2 separate regions of the Zea mays genome follow, and region 2 is linked to region 1. Evidence: chromatin contacts called from public Hi-C data. All regions are on one chromosome and are shown on one strand. Each heading gives the region's core, a stretch centred on a gene start, on an enhancer-like site or on the middle of the called end of the contact. The rest is flanking DNA. Distances are from core to core; before and after follow the strand shown. Region 1 holds the start of LOC100275455. Region 2 has its middle 3.9 kb from the start of LOC111589855.

The links. A called contact is a pair of places that touch in the nucleus more often than the background predicts.
Region 2: a Hi-C map of bundle sheath shows a contact between it and region 1, with 5 times the contacts expected there. The contact joins the enhancer-like site here to the promoter of LOC100275455 in region 1. A contact is called at or near these places in 13 of 25 Hi-C or Micro-C datasets (bundle sheath, ear, leaf and 4 more) and 1 of 3 datasets of contacts at active chromatin or transcription factors (leaf).

What each region holds. Positions count from the first base shown.
Region 1 is chr7:3,090,814-3,095,269 of Zm-B73-REFERENCE-NAM-5.0, reverse strand. LOC100275455 reads left to right here and starts at 2,660. Exons shown (of 1, transcript NM_001149522.2): 1 at 2,660-3,501. The coding sequence starts at 2,771. The coding sequence ends at 3,181. It overlaps LOC100382771 (transducin family protein / WD-40 repeat family protein), which reads left to right and starts at 4,207. Exons shown (of 22, transcript NM_001175480.1): 1 at 4,207-4,328. The coding sequence starts at 4,281.
Region 2 is chr7:3,144,593-3,148,899 of Zm-B73-REFERENCE-NAM-5.0, reverse strand. No RefSeq gene overlaps it. Among protein-coding and RNA genes, the nearest start is that of LOC111589855, 3.9 kb to the left of the region's middle. Within about 2 kb of position 1,714, at least 17 of the 20 cell types and tissues checked have an H3K27ac peak or open chromatin away from gene starts, as enhancers often do. A contact at or near this core is called in bundle sheath, ear, leaf and 2 more, where this site is marked.

The DNA of each region.
Region 1 (4,456 bases), core at 1,411-3,910:
ACCACTCATATATGCCTCAAAAGCACGCAATCCAGCGGCCCCAATTCTGGCATCACCTTCAGCTCTTGCACCAGCGTGCGGTTTCCACAGCAACAAACTCCAGGAACGACTGAACCGCCTCAAATGTCGCGCCTGCCTGCCTGTCAAATCCAGAACAAGCTTGCAAGTTGCAACCCCGCGGCGGCGCCCGCCTGGTGCCCGGAGAAGGTAGCGGCGGCGATGCGTGGCCGACATGGGCCGCGTGGCGTGCGGAGCAGGACAGAATTGCTTTTTTGGTTCCCGGCGTGGAGAACGGGCCGATCAGAACTTGGATCGCGGAGGCCCATGGGAGACCCGTCTCGGCAGGATTTTGGACCGGCAAACGACGGCTTTCCGGTGGAACGTTGGCCGCGCCTGCTCCCACACACCCACTTCCAGGGAAAAAAAACACACTATCAAAATATGTATGGAAAAATCAAGCAGAAATTATATAACTATATGGGTAGATGATGCAAGTATGCATAATCATCATCCATGCGAAATCTGAAAAGCAGCAAGAGTATATATTTGTTAGGTACCTGTCGAAATTCTGGAAAGAACAGCAACACGGTAACACCATAGTTTAAGAATCCTTGGTCACTCTATGCATGACCATCCATGCAAGATCTGAAAAACAGCAAGGGTATATATATGTTAGGTACGTGTCGAAATTCTCAAAACAACAACAACATCATAACAAGACAATATATATTAGGTATATATCGAATTTCTGGAAAAAGAACAACAACATGGTAACACCATTAGTTCAAAAACCATTCGTGAGAGAAGAAGATAGGCAAATGGAATAAGGTTTTGGCTATTTTTTTGCAAGAGTGTGAAATAATATTGGTATTCAGCAATGCAATGTGATTCTATTAATTATAACTCCGAATGTCATTGTTTCTACTCATATATACATCATTGACGAGGAATACATAAATGTTTGGGTGTTAAATACATATGCTTAATACAAGAGCTTCGACATATTAATACATAATACCCTTGAAACGGTGGCATTGTTCATCTGTGCATATGATCGAGCTGAGGTATATCTTTATATAAGATTACATTTATACCTATCTAAAGGTTCAATTGGCGAGTAATACTTGGAGGTGCACCACTGTTGCGACTCGGTAAGTTGGCCTAGTCTGTATCTGTATGCCTTCTACTCAGCTTTAGACCGAGACGTTTTTAACCAGGCTGACCTATTTTCCTAGTTTTCCTGTGGTGAATGGATAACGCAGATTCAAATGATACATGATATGTGAAGCAGATCGAATTTACTCGTATTTTAGCTGTTGGCACGTATGTTTTATTCATACCTATAGGCCCTTAGTTTTTTTTACGCTTTTATGCCATTAATGGGGGGACTCGGGGAGAGGGTAAGGTCATCGCTAGCAGGCCAATAAACGGCCGTGCAAAGTACTATTTTTTACCGTAGATTGCACTGTTTGTAAGGTAACTTTTGAAATAGTGAATGAGTGAAGATAGTCTAAAAGTATGCAAGACATAGAATGAGATTGATAAGGTGAGTGAGAGGCAATGAGGTGAGTTGCCATATTTTTCGTATGCACTTTTCGTACGTTTTTCATGCATTATTCTACATACTTCATGTCTTGCGTTTGTCACTTATTTCATATACTTCACACAGACGAGTTAGAACATGTACTTGTGCCTAACAATTTATCTTCATATTTACATGTTGCGATATATTGATTTATATGAATTTAATTTAGCATTATCGTTATAATGCTACAAGTCAATCGCCTTGAAACCTCCCGCCGTGCATGAAAATAAAAAAAACCCAGAGGTGAAGCACTGTCTGACGGGTGAGGTAATGCCAACCAGGCAACCACACCGCACACGCACCAGGGGGGAGCGTGCGCGCCCGCCGGCGCCGGGGACGACGAAGGGGTGGGTGCGCTGCGCCGGCGAAACAGGCCGGCACGCGGGCAGAGGCAGGGCGGCATGGGCACTGCACGGTGCAGGGTCTTGTTTTGGACTCCCGAGAGGCTGCAGACTGCCAAGGTCGGCGGCCCCGGCCGGAGCCCACCGTACAACAAATAGTACTCGCGGGCGCCCCGCGCCCGCGGCACACTCGCCGACGACGATGGCCCCCGCCCACAGTTCGCCATTAAAGACGAGCGCCGTGCAGCGCCGCGAACTCCGAGACGTTGAGAGGAGTACTGGAGTACAGTAATACAGTATGCACGGTCATGGTGAAGCTGGATAGGTCGTCCTGGCTAATTAACCCAGCTGCAGCTAATAGTCAAGCTTGCAATTTGCAGGGCAAACAAAGGCGTAGCAGCCCGTGGCTCCGTTCCGGGACACGTGCCCTGTCAGCTGTCAACCGTTAATTTGTGCTACACCTAGACCGCACTCTGATGGGGGTGATGGTGACTGAAGCCGATCGAGATGACCAACGCGTTCGACTCCGGAGCAGCTGCTGAGCTGCAGGAAGCAGGATTTGCACTAGCACCGCCCCACCCCCTTCCAGTTAGTTATCCACTTTCCCCACAAAGTCTTCTCCGAATCCACCACTTCCACTTGCGTTGCCCCCGCCCGCCTCTGTCGTCTCCCGTCGCGCCGCGCGCAGGCTGTCCAGCATGATAAGTAGCTGCCGCGCCGCGCCGTAATCGATCCCTCCTCACAACACAGGACGCAACGCATCCAACGCGCCCCGCCCGCCCGGTTGGATTCGATTCCTCCCAAACTTGTCGTCCCCAAGCAGCAGCCTTTCCCTCTCTTTCCCATGGCCACCAAGCCCGGCAGGGCGGCCGCCGCGGTGCTGCTCCTCACCCTGCTCGCCGCTCTACACGCGGCCGCCCGCAACAACAACAACAACGAGAACCGCAACCCGGGCGGCGGCGGCGGCGACCCGGGCGCCTTCTTCGCCGGGATGCCGCGGTTCAGCGGCGGCGGGGTGCCAGGCGGCGGCGGGTTCTTCGGCGGCTGGGGCGAGGGCGGTCTCGGGTACCGGCGCGGCGCTGTGGTGCCGCCCTCCACGGTGTGCCCGCAGGACGGGCCCTGCCGCGGGAAGCGCCTCACCTGCCCGCCGCGCTGCTTCCGGACCTTCAGCTACGGCGGCAAGAACGGGGGCGGCGGCGGAGGCGGCGGAGGCTGCAGCTTCGACTGCACCGAGCGCTGCGCCGCCACCTGCTGAGTGAATCTGGGATGTATTAGAGGAGGGCGTGGCCGTAGCTATAGCTAAAGCTCGTGTACTCCTTCCTCTACTGGCATGCGGTGCACTGCTTCTTCCTGCTCGTCCACTGATACGAATTATCGCTACTACTAATAGTATCGAGGTGGTTTGGTTTGGTTTAGCTGTTGGTTTGTTGCGAGTTGTGATCGGTCGTGATCACGTACGTGATGACTGATGAGATCATTTATGCATGTGTGTCTGTAAATTTGGTGTCTGCCAGTGCCAGTGCCAGACTGATCAATAATAGCAGAGGAGAGGAGATGAATAAAGAGAAATTTAGATATGTACTATTAAAAGATTACAATTTTAGATATATAACATTTCTAAAGTTCACAGACTTGCACTAGTACGTATGTTCCACGTATCACAATGACTGAGACTATTACGTTTGGGATACTGACTGCTCTCCGTCAATAAGCATCTCCGGCCAATCCATCGCCGTGCCATGCTTTTCCGCCAGCAACTGCTCCGCACTGCTCTGCTCTGCTCTGCTCTGAACTCCGGTCGCCGATCGGATTATCGCTTGCTAACCGTACGTCGCCGCCGGTGGATAGTGGATACTATACTACGAGTTGCAGTCGCAGGCTTGCAGCATGATATGCGCTAAAACGGAAACAAAAGGAGTGACACGTGCCGGAGCCGAACTGCTCATTTTCGCCGTTCATGGCTGACTTTGGTGCTCCAAAGCTATCATCAAGCCCCCGCTTATTATAAGAGCCCAACTCTCTTCGGGCCATATCCGATCGCCTCTATCTAGGCCTTGGCATTTGGCCCATTCACCCAACATCTTTCTGCCAACGGTATCATGGAGACGTGGTGCCAGCCAGGCCGTTCGTGCTCGCTTTCCACGGCCCAGATTGTGTAAACGGAGGAACAGGACCCGGCCCACAAAAGTGAACGAAACAGCCGCTCCGCACGTGCCCAAGTCCTCCCAACTCCCTACTCCCAACACCTCGCCGTCTACTCGTCTCCCACTCCCCCCTGCACCAACACCACCAATCGGGTCCCCCACCACTTCCGTCGCCCTCGCCCGCTCCGCCGCGCCCCGTACAGCGGCGACATGGCCGAGTACCGCCTCGGACTTCAGCTGCACGGCCACACCGACGACGTAAGCTGCCGCCCCCCCTCTCCCCTCACCGCTAGATTCTCGCCACTGCTGCCCCGTCTCCGTTTACTTCCGCTCCAAGTTTGTGGCGATACCCTCGGTCTCGATCCGCCCGGCGCCCCGCTCGTCGG
Region 2 (4,307 bases), core at 465-2,964, 55 kb before region 1:
AGCGCGAGCAGCAGCACGGCCTGCCTCTGCGCGACGCCCAGCCGGCGCCGGAGCGCGCGCGCCTCCGCCTGGAGCCGCGCGGTGTCGAGCCTTGCGGCGAGCGCGCGGGCCGCCGCGGCGTCCGACCTCGCCGCCAGCGCGCGGCGCTGGGCGCGGAGCGCCTCCGCGGCGCGCCCCAGCTCCTCCGCCCGCTGCCGCCGCCGCGCCCGCGACCGCCGCGCCGACTCCCGGTTCGATATCTTGCGCTTCAGCCGGCGCAGCCGCTCCTCCTCGTCCTCGGCGCCGCCTGCCGTCGTGCAGGTACCGAAACCGGAACCGCCCGCAGCGCCGCCGCACGTCGCCGTGCCGGCGCCGAAATGGAAACCGGCAGCATCGCCGGCCGTCGTCGCTCCGAAGTCGAAGTCGTCTAAGGCGAAGCCGACGGCGTGCATGCCTGGCACTGGCACTGGCACTGGCAGCAGCGGCTGGCCGGCGGCGAAGTCAAGCTGCATCATGGCCTCGGCCTCGTCGAAGAAGGAGATCATCTGTCGTCTGTCACTGGCACGCGCACGCAGATGCCTGCCGATGCTGTGCGTTCGTCACCAACCGAAGGATGCAGAGGCTGGACGGAGCCTCCGCAATATATAGGCGGCGAGGCTCGTCGTCGCGTCAACACTCGCCAGTGGCACTCTGACGCTGACGGGGCCGGGGCCGGGGCCCTGCACCTGCGATTCTCCTCACCGAACCCACGCATGATCCCATCCCGACCAATGCGAGTGGGCTGTCGTCTTTGCGCTCGTCTACGGCCTCTCGACACCTGGCTCGACGCGACGCCCTGCTCCAAAGCTATAGCGCGTGCCTGCTGCAGCCCGATGGAGCCGTGGCACCGGGCGGAGGAGTGGCCGCTCGCCACGTGGACGAATAGAAGAGTATGCTGCTACTGCTTCTGCGGGTGACGTCGTTCCGACTTCCCAAGAAGGAGACAGGAAGGAGGAGGAGGAGGAGGAGGAGGAAGACGCCATCTCGAAAAGGCTAGTCGTTGCTCTCTCTCTCGCTCCATTACGTGTGTGCATACATATATTATATATATATCATATCGTCAACTAAAACTAGTCCCTGCTTACGGAAAGGGACGGAATTATTTGGAGCTTTTGTGCCCGATCGAGCTGCTGTGCGTATTCAATTGATCCTTTGGGGATTTGCCCTTTGCCTGATTTTGATCCTGTCGAAAATATAAACAAAGGCTGGGGAAAAAAAGGCTACGTGATGAACATGCCATGGATCACATGAACGTACCTCTCCATGCATGCATTGCATGGATGCACTCTCGCTCGCCTCGCGCCGAAAGATGTGATCCGCGGCCGGTCGTTGCACTGATGCTCAGCTCTTGCTTTTCTTGTTTGCAGGACGCATCGTCATCGAGAGCACAGTACATGAGCAAATAAATAAAATAAATAAATAAATAAATAAATAGCAGCTTTAGTTTTGTGGAACGCTACTCCCAGTCCCAGGTAAAAACCTGCATCCCGATTCCCGCACTTGTTGCACGCGCCGTTCTGCCGCATGCCTTCACCGCACGTGAACGGAAGAACCAGACGTGGTGGCGCGCGACGAGTGCTGCCGACCGGTGGTCGACCGTCGACGGCGACGGCGATGTGGCAGAGACGCAGAGTACGCTCCCGCGGGACAACAAAAAGGAAGGCAGGGCCAGGATGGGCCAGCTATGTGTTGTACGTGTGGCGCTGCGTTCCCCGGAGGTCCGATTCGGACCCGTCGGCCGGCCCGGCTGGCGGACTCCATGGGCCTTTCGTCCTTTCGGCTTTTCTTTTTTTTTTCTCCCCCCAGGTGCCGCTCCGACCTGACACGCGTCTCCGGAGGGTCGCCTGTTTGGTTCAGCTTTTTTCTAACCAGCTTTTCTGAAAATCTAGCTGTGGGGAGAATCTGGCTGTGTAGAGAATCTGAGTATTATTAGGATTACGTGTGGAGTAAGATAAAGGTGTCCATAGGACTCAGGATCTAGAAAGTGACAGATTCCTACTATTGCAACGATTCAACCGATTATGTGTTTATGTTAATTATGAATGGTTTTTACTTAAATGAATTTTATAGAAGCTGACTGAAAAGCTGAGCGTTTGGCAGTCCGCGACAGCTTTTGGTGGCCAAAAGCTCCAAAAAGCTGAAATAAACGGGGGCCATGTCATCTGCTTCTGCTGCTAGTACTGGCAGTGGCAGTTCATGGTGCATAGTTTTTGAGCCAACTTTGGATATCTGCATCTAGTTTTGTTTTTTTTTTTGAGTGAACATCTTTGAAGTGCTACAGAAAGTGTATGGATGTTTGCTTTAAGTTTTCGGTTTTTGAGTGCTTCAGATTTGGGCTATAGTGTTAATACAATTGCCTAGAAAAGTGGATTCTACGGCGACGCGGCGACGACGACGCTTCAGCCTTCAGCGAGGCTTCCGGCGATGTGCGGGTGCTTTCCTTGCGCGCCAACGCAAGTACTCGATGCATGTCCCAGCAAACCAACACCTGGCCGCCGGTCGCCGTCGGCCAGGTCGGCAGGCAGACGTACGCTGCTATACGGACGGGTTTCCAATTAAGGCGAATCTGGGCCTCTGGGGATCCTACGTCCTAGCGTCGTTGCAGCTCGCTGTTTAGAACTAAATTGTTTTTTTATAGCGTGCACCTTTTAAAGCATCGTGATTTGTTAAAACTACTATGAGTGCAGTATCATTTCTATCACCATGTTTTGCATCCATGAATTCTCTGATTGAACAATGATTATGGTACTTGTGAAATAAACACTCTTTGAGGCTAAGGAGTGCAGCTATTTTTAGTAAATTAACTACTAATTAGCTAACTATTTAGGTAATTGTTAGCTAGCTAATTCTACTGATATATTTTTAACTAACTAACTATTAGTGTTCTGGTGCATTCAAACACCCCTAAATGTATCGTACTATCGTGGAGTTGGAGTACTGTTGGCTGGTTATAGGCGGTATGTCCTTCCTTTCGTACTTAGACGACGTGAAGTTTTCTGGCTGCATGCTATATGTGCATGCTCTAGCCGGCATGCAAGTATATATGTGGAGTAGTAAATAATATGTGTATTACTGATTTATATTGTAGATTCATATCAGGATATGTCATATCTGTCAAACCTTAGCAGCAATTTATATTGTATTATATGCTCAGCTATATTCTGTTTGGTTTCTATACTGTTTTATATATTTGGGCACCATTACTTGTGGCCTATTTCTGTTAAAAAAATCCTTGCACTAGATTTTATTTGTCTTGCCTTTGCTGTGCTTACAACTTACAAGTATAATCTTCTTTCAAGGGTTTGGTTTATTTTCTGGGAAAGGAAATGAAGAAAAAAGATAAAGAAACTGATGAGATATTTCTGGCACGCAGAACTCTTGCGCTTTACTCCAGAATCCTCAGATGGATTTGCAGGCTATGGTTCGGTGCCGCCGGATCGCCCAAACGCGCCTGGTGCATGTGTATAGGCTGGCTACACGATCACTCTCTGTTGAGGTGCGGTTTTGATGATCAGTCTTGTTTGAAGTTCAAAATTGTTCCTTCCTTCTTCTGCGTTGGTTGACTCGTCATCGCATCCTTGCAGGGATGGATCTTTATAAGAGAGCTTTTGGGAAGAGGGAGGTAGAACATGTGGTGATCAGAAGGGACGAATGTTGGTTGACCAGGAAGGTTTTCTGCTGTGCTCCCTCTGTTTCCTGATCCCGTTCCCCATTCCAATGCTCCTCCTCCAGTACCCATCTGGAAGTCCTCTGCGCACTACAACAAAACAGTGAGGTGTATACAGTAAAAGTCTGATGTAACTAGTGCTGGGAATTGGCTGTACCGGCCCAGCCCGGCCCAAGCCCATCGTGCTTCGTGCCAAACGGTTCGGGTCAGAAAAGCCCATAATTTTTTTTGCCGTACCGTGCCAGCCCGAAGTGTAAAAACAGTGGCCCAGCTCGGCCCTAAACCACGTCGTGCCTTCATTGGGCCATGCCGGCCCAAGCCCGGCCCGTATATTTGACCATATAAAATCAAAATATTACAATCATATAAAGTTTATAACTTACTAAATTAAAGATATTAAACAATTCTAGCATCATTTGACCACATAGACTTTATATATAACAACGATATAAAGTTGATATCTTACTAAATTAAATGAATTAAACAAATCGGGCTTTAATTGGGCCGTGCCGACCCAAGCCCGACCCATCTATGCGGGCCGTGCCGGGGGCCCGACGGGCCAAAATTTGAGGCCCGGCCCAGGCCCGCCTTCGTGCCATGCTAGCCCTGCCCATATTATTTC